Regions from separate parts of the Mus musculus genome. Here regions 2 and 3 are each linked to region 1. A link is a contact called in public HiCAR-type and promoter capture Hi-C data. All regions are on one chromosome and are shown on one strand. The core of a region is the stretch at or near the end of the contact, and the rest is flanking DNA. Distances in the headings are between cores, read along the strand shown.

Region 1 (3,590 bases), core at 695-3,194:
CCCAGGCACCCACAAGGTGGAAGGAGAGATTCAACTCCCACGAGCTGTCCTCTGACATACATGCTGTGGCATATGATGTGACAGTAGCTACGAGCTCCAAAAATCCAAACCCACAGAGCATTCCCTTCTCTGGAAATGACTGCCAACCCACCATGTCATGTTACAATGGAAAGAGCCCTCAGTTTGGCACCAGGACTGCCTCTGTCCCAGCTGTGTGTTCCTGGGAAAATCACTTAACCGCTCTGAACCCTAACTCAGCATAGGGCCCTGGCTTCCCATTATGAAAGGCCTGGAAAGGTGGTTGAGCCGTGACAGGGAAAGTAGCATGCTTGGATGAACTCTCAACCCTAGACATCCAATTGGATCTTTATAACCTAACTGGTTTCTTGCTAGAAGCCCCTGAACCTCAGCTCCTCTCCATGTCACTCGCCCAACCTGCAGCATATATCCACAGCCACACCTCCGTCCTACCCTCTCCCCTTAGTTTATACATGCCAGGTGGGAACTGAATGAAGGAGTAGGCACTAAGGGGAGGAAAGGAGCCTGACACATTTTCATATGTCACAGACTGGTGACCCATGATGCCCTGGAGGACTCAAAGGCTGTCCTGGCTGCCTCAGCCTCACTCCTCCATGATGGCCCTTGTAGCCCAACTTCAGCTCGAGGCTCTGCCCACTGACTGGTCGTTTTCCTAGGGGCTCATAGGAGGGTGGTGGTGGGGGATCAAGTCAATTCAAGGTGTCTTGGTGTTAAGATGGCCGTGGAATGTTGGGAACAAACGCTAGGTGGAGCTTGGCTGAGCGAAAGGCAGATGGCTTCTGGTGGACATGTGACTTCAATCCACTAGGGGGAGCTAGCTGCCCGTTTTCTTTTGCTGTCTCTCTTCTACTCGCCTTTTCAAAACTTCCACTCTCTGTATCCCAGGCTGGCCTGGAACTCACTGTGTAGACCAGGCTGGCCACAAACTTGCAGCAATGCCCCTGTCTAAGCCTCTTGAAGTGCTGAGATTACAGGTGTATGCCACTACACTCAGCCGGGCTGGTGTCACAATAATTAAATAATAATACTAATAATACTAATAATAATGTGTGGTGTTTTGCTTTATGTGCACCGTGTGTGCAATGTCTCTGGAGGCCAGAAGAGGGCGTCGGATCCCCTGGAACTGGAGTTACAAGCAGGCCTGAGCTGAAGTGTGGGTTCACCTGTGTCCTCTGTTAGAGCAGCAAGTGTTCTTAAGGACTCTGCCACCTCTCCGGCCTCTGGTGTCATTTTTCCAGCTACAATTTCAGACAGCAGCTTCTGTTACTTTGGGGGGTTGGGAGGAGTTCCTCTGTGCCACTCGGACGGTGGGGTTTGCAGGCAGCGACAGTGGGTTCGTCTCTGCTGAGAATTCTGGGACCTACCTCTGTTGTGTCTGTCTCCGACACCAGAAAAGGCCCGGTAGGGCTGATAGCAAGCTATCCCACTCCTGGGGACAAGACCGGCCGGCATCTGCTTCTGTGTGTCAAGTGCTCTATTGGCTAACGCAATGGACTTCAGGAGGTAAGGAGGTCAGATTTTCCACCCTAGTTCTGGGGGGCGAGTCCCAGCTCAGGCCTTCTGTTCACAGTGCCCCTGTTCCCAGCCTCCCACATTGCTCCCTTCTATCCGCTCCCTGCATTTAAACCCCCTGATCCGCTTCCAGCCCTTCAGCAGCTTCCTAGCACCTCCTAAAGCCCAAGTTCTCCTTCAGCCTTTGCAGAACCTGAGCAACTGTCAACCATCCCCAAGTGTTCCGCTGTTACAGGCTCAGTTCTTCGATCCCAGGCTCCGCCCACTCCCCGTGAACTACAATCCCATTGGTTAAGATCTGACTCGGGCTCCACCTCTCAGTAGCCCTTTTCCAATTGGTGCTCATGACCGTCCGTCAGCGCCGTTGCTAGGGAAAGGGCTGGGCGACCCGGGCAACCTTGCTGCCCAGGACGTACCGGAAGGAGCTCGGTCCCTGTAGACCAAGGCTGGTGAGCCGGAGGGAGGGAGCCCGGGCGAGGCTGGGCATAGCTCAAGGAAGGAAGGAAGACCTTCGGGGTGGCCTGAGCAGCCCCCAAGGAAGCTACTGTCTCAGGCTACTGTCAGAGAAGCAGAGAGTGCCTGGGATGGGGTGAAGCTGGGCTCTGAAGGGATCCGTGGGCCTGCCTTGTTTTCCGAGACGAACCCAATAGAGTTCCTTCAGAGGCAAGCTCAAAACCAATTTAGGGGGAGGCGAGGAAGGTGCCCTGGCCTGCACTCCTGAGGGGGGCTGGGACAGATGGAGGGCTGCCAGCTGCAGACCCAGTAGGCTCCAGGACTTGGACATGGGCTTGGTGTGGCTGTTCTGATGGGGTGTTGACCCCAGGAACCAGACAGTGTGTCACGATCTCTTGGAGGCCCCATGGGAAATTGTCCGAGGCACACTCCAGCCTGCCACCAGGAGCTTGGGGCTGCAAAGAGCTGGCTCGCCACATTCTTCGTGACACAAGGAGCCCTTTTTATTCTCCAGGGTCCATCTGTGTTTGTCTTTGGTTTCTGGAAAGCAGAACCAGGTGGCGATGTTAAACGATTCACCCAAGCTTATTAAAGCACGGCAAGCTAAACTCCTTTTAAGACCATGGGTTAGTGACTTGGTGATGGGACTTCACTGTTGGGGAGAGGGCCCCCTCCCGAAATGGATCACCTGGTTGGGGGGAGGAGGAAGGACGTGTTTAGCTATTAGGGGCAGTAGAGTGTTGAGGATAGACTGTTGCGGAGACTGGAATGTTCAAGGAAGCTCACTGGTGGGTTCAGGAGACTTGGATCTGGTCGGGCAAAGGCTTCCCCTTGATTGTGCCCAGGTGGGAAAGCCCATTGTTATACAAAAACTGTCTGGAATGGCCACCTGTGTATGGATTGAGACTGTAGAGCTCATAGGCCCTGTGTGGAGAATGGTCAGGGCTGTGGGTGACCTTTAAAGGGTCTCTCCACATCCCCCCCACCCCCCCACCCCCGCTTTCTGATAAGAAAAATGGCTTTGATCCTTGGCAAGTGTCTCTTTTGGGTCACAAGGCTGATACTCACTGCTACAAGTGACCTTACAGTCACTGAAAGATGTCTTCACCTAAGAAAGGTGGACATAGTTGCCAGGGGAAAGCTACCCCATGGACCAAGGTGTCCCCATGGAGGACAGAACCTGCCCCTGACACATGCAAGACCTTTCTCCGGGAAGCTGACAGATTGCTGGCCCCATGACAGAGCTTGCAGCCTAAAGGGAGAGCATGGGCCCCCCCGAGAATCATTCTTGCTGCAGCTGTGTGGAGACAGGCGGCCTTCCAGCTGTAGCGGCTGGGCTGGTACAGGGTGAAGAGCCATATTCTCAAGGTCTCTCCCCAGTCCTCCCTGAGCTGTGGGCTCCAAACCTGCCCTTCCCCTCCCCCTGCCTTCCTCACAGAGCAGCCAAGCTCTGGCTCTGTCCTGGCATCTGGTCCTGTCCTGTACTGCCCCTGGCTTGTTTACCATTCAAGGCTTGGTGTTTAGCATTTACTTTCTCAATCAATCTCTGCCCCCTCCACTGCTGTGGCTTAGTACTAGCAGGCCGT
Region 2 (3,590 bases), core at 498-2,997, 2.8 Mb before region 1:
TCCAGAGGCTTCCATTAGCTTCGGGCCACCTGCCTGCCTGACCAGCTGAAACCCCTGACACGTTTTCTTTGCCAGCGTTTCCTCCCAGATCCTGCTCCGTGAGTGCAGGATGGGTGCTGAGCAGTGGTGGATACACCTTGTAGTCCTCGGTGGGGTAGAGCAGGCCCAGGTACAGCTCCCTCTGGTCCACCAGTGCTTTCCCCATGGCAGAGATCTTCTCGTCTACCACATCCAGAGACGTGTGCACCATGTAGTGGAACTTGAGCTCACTCTCTGTCGGAGTGCTTCGGATGTACAGAGGGTAATTCTGCAGGAAGAGATGGCAGCCCACCCAGTGAGTTCGGGCTCTAAGGGCAAAGTCAAAGCACTCGTGTGCTCTCAGCCTGACAATGACTCTCTACTGCTTAATGCACTGTGGCATGCTGCCTTCAGCGACATAACTGAACCTAAGGAAGACTGTCTGCAGAGAGTGGACTATAAAGATAAAACTGGGTGGTGTGGCACTTGCCTGACATGCACAGGGCACTAAGTCCAATTCCCAGTGCCAAAAAGAAAAGCAATATGGGACCAGAGATGTAACTCCGTAGTGGAGTGCTTGAGTCGCAGCATTAAGCCCTAGTTCTCTCACCTGTACCAGAAAGGAGGAGGAAGGGAGGGTGGAAGCAGTAGAGACAAATGCACAGGGGCAGGAAGTGAGCAGAAATGACTCCGGAATGCCAACCTGAGCACAGCCTAACAACATACCCTGACACTTCTCTTCCTAGGATCACCTCTGCCTCAACCACCAGCACACTCTGTAGTGTCATCCTAACAGCAGGGGCACTAGCTATTTCTTAACGTGCCACACTAGGGTAGTGGTCTGTTCTCAGTGCTTCGAGACATTGAATGAGTCTCCAAATCAGGACCCTTCAGCATAGATACTGGACTTCCTCCTCCTGAGTTTATCAAAGCAGCAGCTGCCTATGACATGAGTTTTGGTTTTGGTGGCCTCCTGGGGGTATAACTCCCTCTTTCATACTGACAGCTTCACAGCAGTCTAATCCCTAATGGCAGATCTCAGAAAAAGCCTAATAGGGATACAGGCTTCATGCAACAGGATATTGTGGCCCTCTGGAGCTGTCTTAGCATCCATAAACAGCTTTCCGGAAAGAAATGAATATATATGTTGGCCAGCAAGATGACAGTTGGGAATAGAGGGTACAAAGGGGAGAGGGATGCTGTCTAGAGGTTTGCAGGCCTTCACGGTGGAGTAGAAGGGTGCAAAAGACATGAAGGGGACTATCCTAAGGCAAAGAAAAGCACTTGGATTCTAGGCTGACTTGAGCCGCGCCAGGCTTATATTTAAATAGCGCCGGCTGGGCAGCCAGGGGACGGTCCGGAAGGCGGGGCAGAAAGACCGGACGCGGAAGGCAGCTGAGGCCGTGAAAAGAACGCGTAGAGCGACGGGTGGCAGGCTGCAGCGACCAGCTAAGCTTCCCGGGGGATCTCAAAACCCGGAGGCGGAGGCCTGCAAACTGGCGGCGGACGGCTGTCAGCTGTCAGCGAAAGCGAGCCGGAAGGATCCTGATCATAGGGCTTGGCTGAGGCTTGGAGCTCAGAGTTGAAAAGATCAAGACCATGGCTGGAAGGAGGCCCGCCGCCCGCCGCCCGCCGCCCGCCGCCCGCAGCCTCTCACGCACCTCCTTGGCGATCACCGCGATGCACACCGCCATATTGGCAGGCTGTGCGCCACATCATGTGACCCGATGTGGAGGCAGGCCCCGCCCATTCTCCTCCCACCGAGGCTCAGAGCCCGCCTCTCTCTACCATGGCTCCGCCCAGACTCTCAGGTCCGGCCTTGGTCCCGCCCCTTTCCCGTAAGGCCCAGCCCACTCCCTTGTCACTCAGACAGCCTAGGCCCCACCTCTCCCTCTTCTTTTCTCCGTGGCCCTGCCCCTCCTCTCATTCTGCCGCCAGGGCCCGCCCTACAGTCCAAAAGGAACCGCGGCAGGCTTGGGACTGGGTCTTGACTCCTCAGCGGGAGCTTGGTTTGCTATGGCGGCCTGTACCGCAGCCCAGCAGCTGCTGCTGGTACTGAGTGCCCTAGGACTCTTGGCCGCAGGTGCTCCGCAGCCCCCCAACATCGTGCTACTGCTCATGGACGATGTAAGTGGGGCCACGCGGCGGGGGGACACGGAAGACACAGGGCAGCCACACGGCGGATGAGCAGTGACCCGAGGGAGGCCCAGAGCCCGGTGTCACATCTTTCACTGTTTCCGCAGTGGGGGTAGGTGTTCAGGGAGGCCCTTTTCTTCCTACTTCCCCTCCCGAGAGCGGGCTGACATTCTCCTCCCCTCAACAGGTGGCCCTGCCTTGGTGCCCACCTCCAGCCTGACCTCTGGGGGAACTCTGACCACAAAGTCAGGCATAGAATGTCACCTGCGAGTGCAGCCTGTGGTCATTTATGAATTCTGCCCTGGGGCATATCTCCCTCAGTGTCCCTGTCTGAGAAATCTGTCGCCCTGAAGTGACATGAAAGCTTAGAAATCAGTCATGTAGAACACTAAGTCAGATGGAACTATCCAAACAGAACTAGATGGACTGTGCCTTCCTCGCAGTCTCAGCCTGCCAGCCCCACCTCCACCCCCACCCCCCCACCCCCAGACACACACTGTGGAGTGACATCTGTTGGCTATTGTTAGAATCAGAGTCACATCCAGTTCAGGATGATTTGAAACAAATCAGAGGCTAATACCGGCCGAGGCTAATTAATAGCCAAACCAGCCCTCTGCAGGGCCTTCAGACCTGTGCTGATCCACACTTACCTCCTCAAAAAGGGGAGAGGGATGCTGTCTAGCGATCTGTGGGCCCATCAGAATGGAGAGGTGCTATATATGTAAAATAAGTTGAATTTTAGAGACTTTTAAAAAAAGATTTATTTATTATTATAGATAAGTACACTGTCGCTGTCTTCAGACACACCAGAAGAGGGTGTCAGATCTCATTATGAGTGGATGTGAGCCACCATGTGGTTGTTGGGATTTGAACTCGTCAGTGCTCTTACCTTCTGAGCCATCTCGCCATTCCAATTTTAGAGACTTAATAGGAGAAAAAGAAAGTAAACATCCCACTTGATAAACATTAGCTTAGTAGTTTTTTATTACTAAGAAAAATACAGATCTAAAAAGTCCTGTACATAAGTCCCACCACCCAGAAGCCACTGCAGGAAACCCCTTCCAGCTTCCCGTTCTTTGTGGATGCTGACTGTTCACACAATGGATGTCTGGCTTCTCTGGCTCCTGTCCTGGTCACTAATAGCAGACTTTGCACAGTAATGAGCAGTACTGAAGATCTATATATAGAGAGAGATTTCATACATATATAGTGCCTTTCAGTATTAAGTCGTTTTAGGGCCAAATCGCACTGGCTCGGTTTGTTTGTTTCCACTGGTTTGATCCAGAAGTACTGACTACAGGCTCGTCTGTCAGTTTTCTGCTCTTTTCCAAATGACAGCCTGTGAGGAGAGGTCTTCTCTGACACTCCCTTGAGACTCCTGAAGAACGTTGAACTGATAGACTTTGGGTAACTGAGTTAAGTAAATGTGCTCTTAG
Region 3 (3,590 bases), core at 558-3,057, 2.8 Mb after region 1:
TCTTTGTCTATTTTCTTAACATCTTTGAATGTTTTCAAAGAATTAAAACCTCAGAAATATAGTAGGGGGAAGGGGGGGCTGGTGATGGAGAGATGGTTTAGTGGTCAAAAGCTCTGGCTGCCCTTCCAAAAGACCTGGGTTCAGTTCCCAGGATCTGCATGGATGTTTATGAATGCCTCTAACACCAGTTCCAAAGTATCCGATCCCGCTTTTAACCGCCATGGACACCAGGCATGGAAGTAGTGCACCGACACACATTCATCCAGAATGCCAATACACTTAAAAAATAATTAAAGTTAAAAAAAAAAATTGTTCACAAGGTATTAAATCGTAAAACTCCACAAAACAAAGCAACACTTTGGAGGCTGACTATGTTGGGTTTTAGTAGAACCACTAGAGGGCGCCCCACACAGTATCTGGTATGAAAAAGACCAGTGGTATGGAACTGCAGACTCTGCTGCAGCAGACTGGAAAATTTGACCTGCCCCCTTCCCCACCCCCACTTCTGAGCTTTTCTGTGGCTGTTGAAAAGACTTGTCTACCTTCGGTTGTAAAGATCATGGTTGAGTGGCCAGGTCTGGTGGCATGTGCTTGTAATTCCAGCATTCAGAGACAGAAGGAAGCTGTTGGAGGCCAGACTAGACGTCATAGTGAAAGCCTACCTCAAAACACCGAGGAACGGAGACACATCTTGGTGACAGACTCGCTGTCTAGCAGGCGAACCTAGAAAACAATGAAAGAGTGTGTCTTTATGACTGTCCAGTATGAACATGGTGTACATACATATACACAGGCAGAACACTCATACGCATAAATCCAAAAATACATAGAAAATTTTAGAAATATGTGTCATAGCCCATTAGATACGCTGGTATAGCAATATAATTACAATATCTATCATATATGCTTGTTAAAGTATTTCCCTCATATATATGGGGGAAATAACAAATATTCACAGTCTAGAAGAGGACTTTGTTCCAACTTCATGTGTCATATACATCACATCTTTAGAGGCCGTTAATGCTATAAATCTATGCTATCGATTGTATATATGCTATACTGTATATATATTATATAATGCTATAAGTGTAAAAAGTAGTAATTCTTAGCCATTTTTTCCAAAAGCCTTTGACTCAGCCTGCTTTTGGAGACTTGTTTTCTTAATACTTTTTAAACCAGAAAGCAAAGGGACCTTGGAACTAGACATGAGTTGGGCACCAAGGGCAGCATAGTGGAGAAGTGGGCGGCCCCCTCGCGAGAAACTGCTGCTTCTGCCCCACTAAAGTGGGCAGCACCAAAAAGAACAAAACCAGAAATCCTTCCTGTCAGCAGGTGTGGAAGCCCACGCCCTCGATCCCTTCAATGTTGATTTAGGACATCGAGGAAGGAGGGTTGCCATGAGTTCGAGACCGCACCAGGCTACAAAACAAGGAAGACTCGGTCTCAAAATTATGCAACTAGGAATGAGTCGTCCCGCGAAGTTCTGCTCTCGCTTTCAACACGGGATCCCAAGAAGGAAGGGACGATTCTGCCCAAAGGAAGAAGTGGCCAAATCTCCAGACACTGTTTGTGTGGCCTCTGAGGCATTCCTTCTAGAAGGCAAAAGGCTGTTGCAGCGCAACTTGGCCGCCCAACGTCGCCAGTGCCTGCGAAGCTCTCGAAGCGTCTGGCAACGCGGCACCTAGCAACCACGCACAGAGCGACGGGAATGCTCCTTAGCCCCGCCCTCAGAGGGGACTCCGCCCTTGAGCTGGTTTGTTGCGGGGTTACGTCACTTCCGGCATGCCTGCACCTAGGCCCGCCTCCGACGCGGCCGTAACCTAGGGCAACAGCCCGGCTCTTGGGGGCCGCGACTTGCCGCTCCGGACCTTCCTTACCTCGCGGCCCCGTAGGAGCGTCTGAGTGGCTGTGGCCACGTCCTCACCCCGGGGAACACTCCCTAGACACTTCACGGGCGGCAGAGCCGCGGAAGGAAGCAATCTTCAGGGTGGGTAAGCGAGACGAAGATGGGGTACGGTTCTGGGGTAGCCTGGACTGGGCGGGGCCTAGGGAGCCGCTTGGGCCTCAGGGAGGAGCCGTTTGATAGGCGTGGTCTGTGGGGGCGTGGTTGAGGTTTCAATGGAAGGAGCTTGATGCAGCCCTCTTGATCTTCTGAAGGAAGGGTAAACTCTCAGCTTGTAGCGTGTAGGGAGCCTCTTGGAGGGAGGGAAGGAACTTATGCGGCATGAAGGAGTGTGCAGGGACTATTAGTAAAAGGGAGAAACCAGGTGGGAAGGCGTGGGCGCGAGATTCCGTCTGCCGTGAGCCTTGGGAGCCCTCAGAAGGCCATCCTTTCAGGACCCAGCCCTTAGTGAATTCAGAGAGCCGGAAAAAAAGGGGCGGAATGAAACCCCGTCCAAAACAGAAATCTAGAACCTAGGCAAAAATGAAAAAGGGCACGAGTTGGAAATGGTTGACATAGAAATGGCACACGCCCTACCCTGCAAGTGGAATTATTGGCTGTTGTAAGTTGCTATGTGGGTGCCAGGAACGAACGTGGGTCTTTGGCAAGAGTAGCAAGTGCTCTTAACTGCTGAGCCATTTCTCCAGCCCTCAGTCACCTTATTTTTATTTATTTATTTATTTATTTTTTTTTTTTTGAGACATGTTCTCTCGCTGAACCCAGAGTTCACTGATTTGGCTAGCCTGGCTAGCTGGCAAGCTCTAGGAATCCTCCTGTCTCTGCTTCCTGGCGCTGGAATTAAAGGCTTTCATTCATTATAGCAATTGGCTTTTTGTGTGGGTACTGGGGCCCTTAACTCTGTTTTCTCTACCTGTGTGGCAAGCACTGTATGACGGAGCCATCTTCTTTCTCAAGCCCATTCGAGAAGAAATGCATGGGCTTGTAAGCCAGGAAGCCTAACCTGAAAATGGTAAGCTTCAGGCTCACTGAGAAACTGTCTCAAGGGACTAAGGCAGGTGAGGAAGAGAGCAGGGGTACCTGATGTGCACACCATGTGTGTAAAAACACGAGTTTAAGAAAATGGAAAAATATGGGCTGGAAAGATAGCTAAGGAGTTTAAGAGCACTGGCTGCTCTTGCAGAGGGCCCAGGTTCAATACCCAGAACCTACATGGTAGCTCATGACTAACTCGAGTTCAGAGGATCCAATGCTCTTCTCTGGTCTCCTAGCATGCAGGGCTCGCAGCCTGCGGTACACAGACATGCTGGCAAAACATCCATACATATAAAAAAAATTTTTAAATAAGGAAAGAAAGGTAGCAATACAGACCTCCTGCATTCTAACAGAACAGTAAATTGGTATATAATTTGTGAGAAATCACAAGCGAGCCATTTAAGTACTTGGCTTAATCCCAGCACTTAAGAAACAGAGGCAGAGCCGGGCATTGTGGCGCATGCCTTTAATCCCAGCACTTGGGAGGCAGAGGCAGGCAGATTTCTGAGTTCGAGGCCAGCCTGGTCTACAAAGTGAGTTCCAGGACAACCAGGGCTACACAGAGAAACCCTGTCTCAAAAAACAAAACAAAACAAAATAAAAAAACAAAAAAAGAAGCAGAGCCAGAAGGATTGCTCCAAGTTTAAGGCCAGCT

What was found. Promoter capture Hi-C pulls out the DNA fragments that hold promoters and counts their contacts. HiCAR-type assays count read pairs that join an accessible place to other places.
Region 2: a promoter capture Hi-C map of pre-B cells shows a contact between it and region 1, with 3 times the contacts expected there. The contact joins the promoter of Trappc2l here to the promoter of Meak7 in region 1.
Region 3: a contact with region 1 is called in a HiCAR-type map of astrocytes, with 4 times the contacts expected there. The contact joins the promoter of 1700030J22Rik here to the promoter of Meak7 in region 1. A contact is called at or near these places in 1 of 39 promoter capture datasets (embryonic stem cells) and 1 of 115 datasets of contacts at active chromatin or transcription factors (astrocytes).

The regions. Positions count from the first base shown.
Region 1 is chr8:119,776,770-119,780,359 of GRCm38.p6, reverse strand. It overlaps Meak7 (MTOR associated protein, eak-7 homolog), which reads left to right and starts at 1,944. Exons shown (of 8, transcript NM_028883.2): 1 at 1,944-2,000.
Region 2 is chr8:122,609,783-122,613,372 of GRCm38.p6, reverse strand. It overlaps Trappc2l (trafficking protein particle complex 2-like), which reads right to left and starts at 1,747. Exons shown (of 5, transcript NM_021502.2): 1 at 1,680-1,747; 2 at 135-307. The coding sequence starts at 1,712. Galns (galactosamine (N-acetyl)-6-sulfate sulfatase) reads left to right here and starts at 1,886. Exons shown (of 14, transcript NM_016722.4): 1 at 1,886-2,145. The coding sequence starts at 2,035.
Region 3 is chr8:116,977,176-116,980,765 of GRCm38.p6, reverse strand. It overlaps 1700030J22Rik (RIKEN cDNA 1700030J22 gene), which reads left to right and starts at 1,807. Exons shown (of 3, transcript NM_027103.3): 1 at 1,807-1,987.